2 separate regions of the Mus musculus genome follow, and region 2 is linked to region 1. The links are chromatin contacts, called in public HiChIP or PLAC-seq maps. All regions are on one chromosome and are shown on one strand. Each heading gives the region's core, a stretch centred on a gene start, on an enhancer-like site or on the middle of the called end of the contact. The rest is flanking DNA. Distances are from core to core; before and after follow the strand shown.

Region 1 (3,021 bases), core at 61-2,560:
ATTCCCAGCCATGGCTTCCACCAAGCCAAGCCACCCGCCAGAGCAAGCTAAGGACTCTCCTCCCAGAGGTAACCAACTGGAGAGTTCTCTCCTTCTTTTCTCTTCGGCCCACACTCCGTCCTCAGCTCTTCTGCAGCATTCAGCAGTATCTGCAGTGCCCGCGGGGACCTCAGACTGTGCTTCCTCACCCCCAGAGCGGGGTCCTGCAGCTTCTCACAGCCCAACATCTGCCCAGAGGCACCCTGGGGTATACACAGTCAAACTTCCTGCCTCCCGCCTTGCCCAGTGGCCCAAGCCCTGGGCCAGACATAGGACCCCATTTTTAACCCACACAACTATGCATACAGCATACAGAGTGATGTAGAGCTCTATACTACATCTCTATACCTCTCTCCCTTTCTGTCTCACATGCTAGTGATTTATAAAAGGCAATCAGGAACTCAGAGAGCAGACTCCATGATGAGGGACAGAAAAGGCACTGGTCCCAGTCCAGTGAGCGCTGTCTCTGGAGATCACTCCAGGATGAGAACTGGAGGGAGATTGTTGGATATCCCATGTCTGCAGATAAATGTACTCATTGCCTCTGAGAGCAAAGAGGGAACTCACCCATGTTCTGACCCTGGACTGATGTGATCCTGACCTGAATGTCATAGTAATGTCAGCATTTGGATGTGGTCTTCAAGAGTCCTGGTTCTCTTTATTTAATCTGTCAGTTCAACCAGAAATTTATGGCAACTTCTAATCCTATTGGGAAACCACTTGGTATTGATCTACCCAGGAGAGCTTTTTGTTCAGTTTCCCTTTACAGGGAAAGGCTGGGACAGGCACCTTCCTTCTGGTGTCCTATCAGCATTTATAATTTCCTTCTGCAACAGAGGAAACTACACATGAATGGTCTGGGCAGGAAGGTGTGGCTGCAGATCTGCCCCTTTTATCCGACTCTGTGGGGGAAGCAATACCCAAGGTTAAGGATGCATTGTCCACAGTGAATGCATCTCTCCTGAGGACTCACCAAGGAGGAAACAGATCTGAAAGGGACATGGGGACACAAATCAATATGAGGTACAACTGCCTCTGCCTGTTACCTGTGTACTCTTTTAAGAAAGTCTCTGTATAGACTGCGCAGGACATGTGGCCTTTCAGATAGCTGTAAGATGACCTCAGGGAACATACAGTCATTGGGCTGAGCAGCCTAGGAATCAGAAACTGGCACAGGGGCCTCCACTGAATGGAAACTGGATGGCCCTCTTCTTTCAGGCCACACACAGGTGCTATAGAGGCACAAAAGGTCACATTGAAAGTGTTTAGAACACAACATACCCCCTCCCCCAAGCCCTCACCAGTGCTTTGTGACCACTTGCTCACTGGAGAGGCCAGCCTAGAAAGTTGAAGTGTTCTATTGTCAATCAGTTTTCCCCTCCCATTGTTCATTATCATGTCTATCCTAGGCTTTGTCAGGAACATCATTCAGTGGGGACAGGGGTATTTGGTGTTTTCTCTGAAGGTCATAGTCATGAGTCCCTGGAAGTATATAAGAAGCAGGCTCCTGTACGCATCCTGTCCAGGAAGTGCATATGCCAGAAGCTGTGTTCAGAGACCCAGAACACACTCAAACAGCACTTAGCACAAAACATTACCACCTTGCAGAGCATCCTATCCATCTGATGGTGATGGACACTTGGGTGCTGCAGATACACTGAACGGTCCCATCCGTGTGTTTACCATGTATGCTGTCACTCTGTGGGTCTGCATGCTTTAGACAAGGCAGGTAGGTATGTGGCTCATAAACAGACTGGGAGCAAGGAAGGACAGTCACAGCAGGAGAGGAAAGGAGGGCATGACCTGCAGGATAAGGACACCTCTTAGCAGATGCAGCTCTTCATCGAGAGACAAATTCTGACATTTAAAATCTATCTGTGCTACTTAACAGCTATCTGCTGGCCTCACTTGATGGTCAAGTTTCTTAATCTCCTGATTCATGATTTGTGCGACTCTGCTTCCTTTTGGGACAGTTGTGAAAGTTATGCACTGAGACAGATGGTACTTGACTTAAGATCAGGCTATATTCCAATAAGCTGACCATCAGTTGACAATCCTCCAAGCTGAAATCCACATGGAACCTGCAACCCTGGTGAAGTACCATGGGTTGCCTCTGAAGGGAGGTGACGTAAGAAACGCAGCAATATCAATATTGTCATTTTCATGAGAATGATTTGTTTTACTCTGAAAATATTTTTTTTCTGAGTAGAAAATGAACCTATTCGCTATGAATATTAATTAAGTCTAATTGTAAATTGAATTAGCAGTTAATTAACTATTAATAGTTATAATTGTGGCCATTATCTACTAAACAGCAAGAGCAAGTTTTGCATAGACATGCCAGATCCCAGCAGCAACCAGCAACATCCTCAGCATCTCATGAATAAATCATCTGCAGCTCTAAGCAGCAAAGCACAGATCAGAACAAGTGGAGTTCTGAGCTTGCCGCAGACTCTGTCTCAGTGGTGAATTCCTTCCGGCCCGGACTCCACCAGGGGCTCACCATGGCAGGTGAGCACAGGGCTAGAGACCATGATGCCTGGAGGGATACATTTACATATAGGTTCTTGGTTACATTTACTCTAACACAGCAGAGCCCTAGAGTTGCCCTGATGCCCTGAGGGATACATTTACATGTAGGTTCATGTTTACATTTCACTCTATCAGGACAGAGCCCTGGCATTGGAATCTTTTATAAAGTAAAACAGCAAATGTTAAGAAAACAGGAGGAATTGAATGTAGACTGGCAGCAATGACTGTCCTGTTACCAGAACAGTTCCTTTCTGTCACATAGACTGAGCAACATCCGGGGGAATAAAACAATTATTTAATGTTGATGTAGGTTAAATGCAACTTTCCTTTGATAGTGTCCTACCGATTGTTCTTAGCACTTATTTAACATTACATCATGCTCTAAGTTCTGGATGGGTTGTAAACTTTATAATTCAAAGGAATGGAATAATATGCTTATCTTAATAGCAA
Region 2 (2,824 bases), core at 195-2,694, 180 kb before region 1:
CTCACAGAGCGCATTTTAAGGAGGCTCTGCCCTTCCCTGTTGGTATGGGATGAGAGTTGGAATTTCCATTTACTGTTTTAACTGACCAGATGGAACAGTTCTAATGGTGCCTTTCCATAGTTACCTCCAGATCAAACCAAGAGACTTCTACAGGGTGTTGGGAGTGACAGGGATCATGGGCCTTCCCCCTTCATAAGCACACTCTCTTAGTAAACTCGTGGTCCTTGAACAGGAACGTCGTCTTGGTCTCCATTAATTTCTCTCGAAGTCTAAGTCTCTTTGAGCCCCAGCCTGCCTCTAAAACTTACTCTGTAGACCAGGCTGGCCTCAAACACACAGAGATCTGCCTGCCTCAGCCTCCTCAGTGCTGCGATTGAAGACGTGCTCCACCTGTGCTATGCCTGGAAGAATCTTTGGGGTTTTTGTTTGTTTGTTTGTTTGGTTTTTTGCTAGTGGCAGCTTTCTTGTTTTGTTTTGTTTTGTTTTGTTTCCTTCAGCATTCTGCATAGAAGAGAACTCAAGAGAAATTACTTTTAAATAGGTTAGTGGCCTAGGGTCAGCCAGTCTATGACGGTGCAGATCCATCTTGCAGGTTTTCAGGGAGCCATGGTTATATAGGTTAAATAGAGGAATTTAGCTATGTGACCATAGTGACATCATCAATGTGATATATTAGTCAAATAAAGTACAAGTGTATACATCAGGAGGATGTTGCTCCCTACAGAACCAGGTGTCCCAAAATTGTGGAATAAATGCCTCAGAGTCTTTTTCTTCAGGTAATGGTACTACCGTAAAGGAGACAGTGAGTAGCTTTAAAACATACAGCTTCATACATATTTAAAAGCTGCTATCTTCAAATAACCCGCTTCTTGCAGCAGAGGAGTTTGTGAAATTTTAAGATATTCTATCAGTTTGTGCAAGTGTCGTTGGGAAGCAGAGAACTCTGGGTACGCTTCAACATCAGGTGCATTGGAGTTGTGGAAAGAATCTATGTGATTCCATAGAGGGAGGAGTCACATCCAGACGGCCCAGGGTGACCTTTGAAAGTCTGAAAAACCAGTCCTCTCTAATACTGTCAAGGTGACTTTCCAAAACCTCAGCAATCGTACAGTGATCTTTGTATAACAATCTGAGGAACATTCACACACACACACACACACACACACACACACACACACACACACACACAGAGGAGAGAGAGAGAGAGAGAGAGAGAGAGAGAGAAAGAGAGACCTATCTTCAGTCATGGGAGAGCATTGGGCATTTTAAGCTGTTTTTTTTTTTTTCCATCTGCTTCTTCTAACTCCTTAGAAGGCTTGCATCCTTACAGCAGTGCATCCTTACAGCAGTGGGGCTATGAAGATGGTAGCCTACAAGCTGCTGGAGGGGGAAAGGGAGCATGCGTGGGGCTCCTCAGATGCCCTCTAGCTGGTTGTCTGCAGTGATTTGACTCCAACCTAAGCTTGGAGTATGATTGTTCTGTGAGCTGACTCAGCCCAGGCTCACTGCAAATGGCCTTTTCCTTGGGGAAGTCCTTGGAAATAACCAGTGACAATTGTTTAACACAGGAATTACTGAAGTGGTGGCAATAGCTGAAGTAATAAGACCTTACTAAAAAATACCTTAAAAAGGAAAAACCAATTCTTTGCAGCAATGAAACCCAAACCAAGACACCTAGAAATCTTGTGAGCAAACTGTCAAAAGACAAAGTGTGAATTCTGTTGGCAGTGAGGGGAAGGTGACCCATCTTGTTTACTGAAGTGTCAATAGGGTTAGCAGCAGATTCTGAATCATTAGCTGTGGTGTTCCTAGGGCAGTGGGATGGGACCCAGAACACTATGGGAAGACTATCAACCAACAGTGGTGTAGCCAGCCAGCTAAGCCTTCAAATAAACTAACATACTTCCAAGTACAAACTAAGAATATTTTATAAAGCCTGTTCCAGCAAGAAATACCAGATCAAAGGAAAACTGCAGACAGTTATCTGCTTAGGAATGTAGCCACAATGCTTCCATAACAATACACCAAGCCCAAGAACCTAAAGACAATTATATACCATAGCTAAGTGAGACTTATTTCAACAATGCAATGGGGGTTTAAGAGAGGCAATCAACCTGGATAATATATAATATTAAGAATGTCTGAGAAGATATCACAGAAAGAAGACCTTAGGGAGACATGGGGATTAAAGGCATCTGGATACTGTGGATGGGATTCCTGTGTGTGTGTGTGTGTGTGTGTGTGTGTGTGTGTGTGTGTGTGTGTCTGTGTGTGTCTGTGTCTGTGTGTGTGTGTGTGTGTGTGTGTGTGTGTCTGTGTGTGTCTGTGTCTGTGTGTGTGTGTGTGTGTGTGTGTGTCTGTGTGTGTCTGTGTCTGTGTGTGTGTGTGTGTGTGTGTGTGTGTGTGTGTGTCTGTGTGTGTCTGTGTCTGTGTGTGTGTGTGTGTGTCTGTGTGTCTGTGTGTGTCTGTGTCTGTGTGTGTGTGTGTGTGTGTGTGTGTGTGTGTGTGTCTGTGTGTGTCTGTGTCTGTGTGTGTGTGTGTGTGTGTGTGTTGGAACATAATAGCTAAAGGTTAAGGAAATGTGAAAAAAGATTACATTTTAGTTAGTCCCATTTGTTAACTGTGGTAAGTGCATCATGCTGATGCAGAAGGCAACATCAGAGAAGCTGGGCGCTGGCATAAGGGAGCGCTGTGCTCTCCATGGCTTTTCTGTGATATACATCAATTCTAAAAAGAAACATTTACTTGTATGGGAGGTCACAGATCTATCCTGCAAAGACTGAGTGAGAGGACCGTGAAGGTAGTGAGAGTGCCTTCCAGCCCT

What was found. HiChIP or PLAC-seq counts read pairs in DNA pulled down with a chosen protein or histone mark.
Region 2: an H3K27ac HiChIP or PLAC-seq map of embryonic stem cells shows a contact between it and region 1, with 4 times the contacts expected there. The contact joins two enhancer-like sites. A contact is called at or near these places in 6 of 484 Hi-C or Micro-C datasets (cerebellar granule neurons, embryonic stem cells and nephron progenitors) and 4 of 115 datasets of contacts at active chromatin or transcription factors (all in embryonic stem cells).

Annotation. Positions count from the first base shown.
Region 1 is chr5:27,241,725-27,244,745 of GRCm38.p6, reverse strand. The region is part of intron 1 of Dpp6 (dipeptidylpeptidase 6); the gene reads right to left. Among named protein-coding and RNA genes, the nearest start is that of Dpp6, 190 kb to the right of the region's middle. Within about 2 kb of position 1,310, at least 3 of the 459 cell types and tissues checked have an H3K27ac peak or open chromatin away from gene starts, as enhancers often do. A contact at or near this core is called in embryonic stem cells, where this site is marked.
Region 2 is chr5:27,417,676-27,420,499 of GRCm38.p6, reverse strand. The region is part of intron 3 of Dpp6 (dipeptidylpeptidase 6); the gene reads right to left. Among named protein-coding and RNA genes, the nearest start is that of Gm52769, 81 kb to the left of the region's middle. Within about 2 kb of position 1,444, at least 5 of the 459 cell types and tissues checked have an H3K27ac peak or open chromatin away from gene starts, as enhancers often do. A contact at or near this core is called in embryonic stem cells, where this site is marked.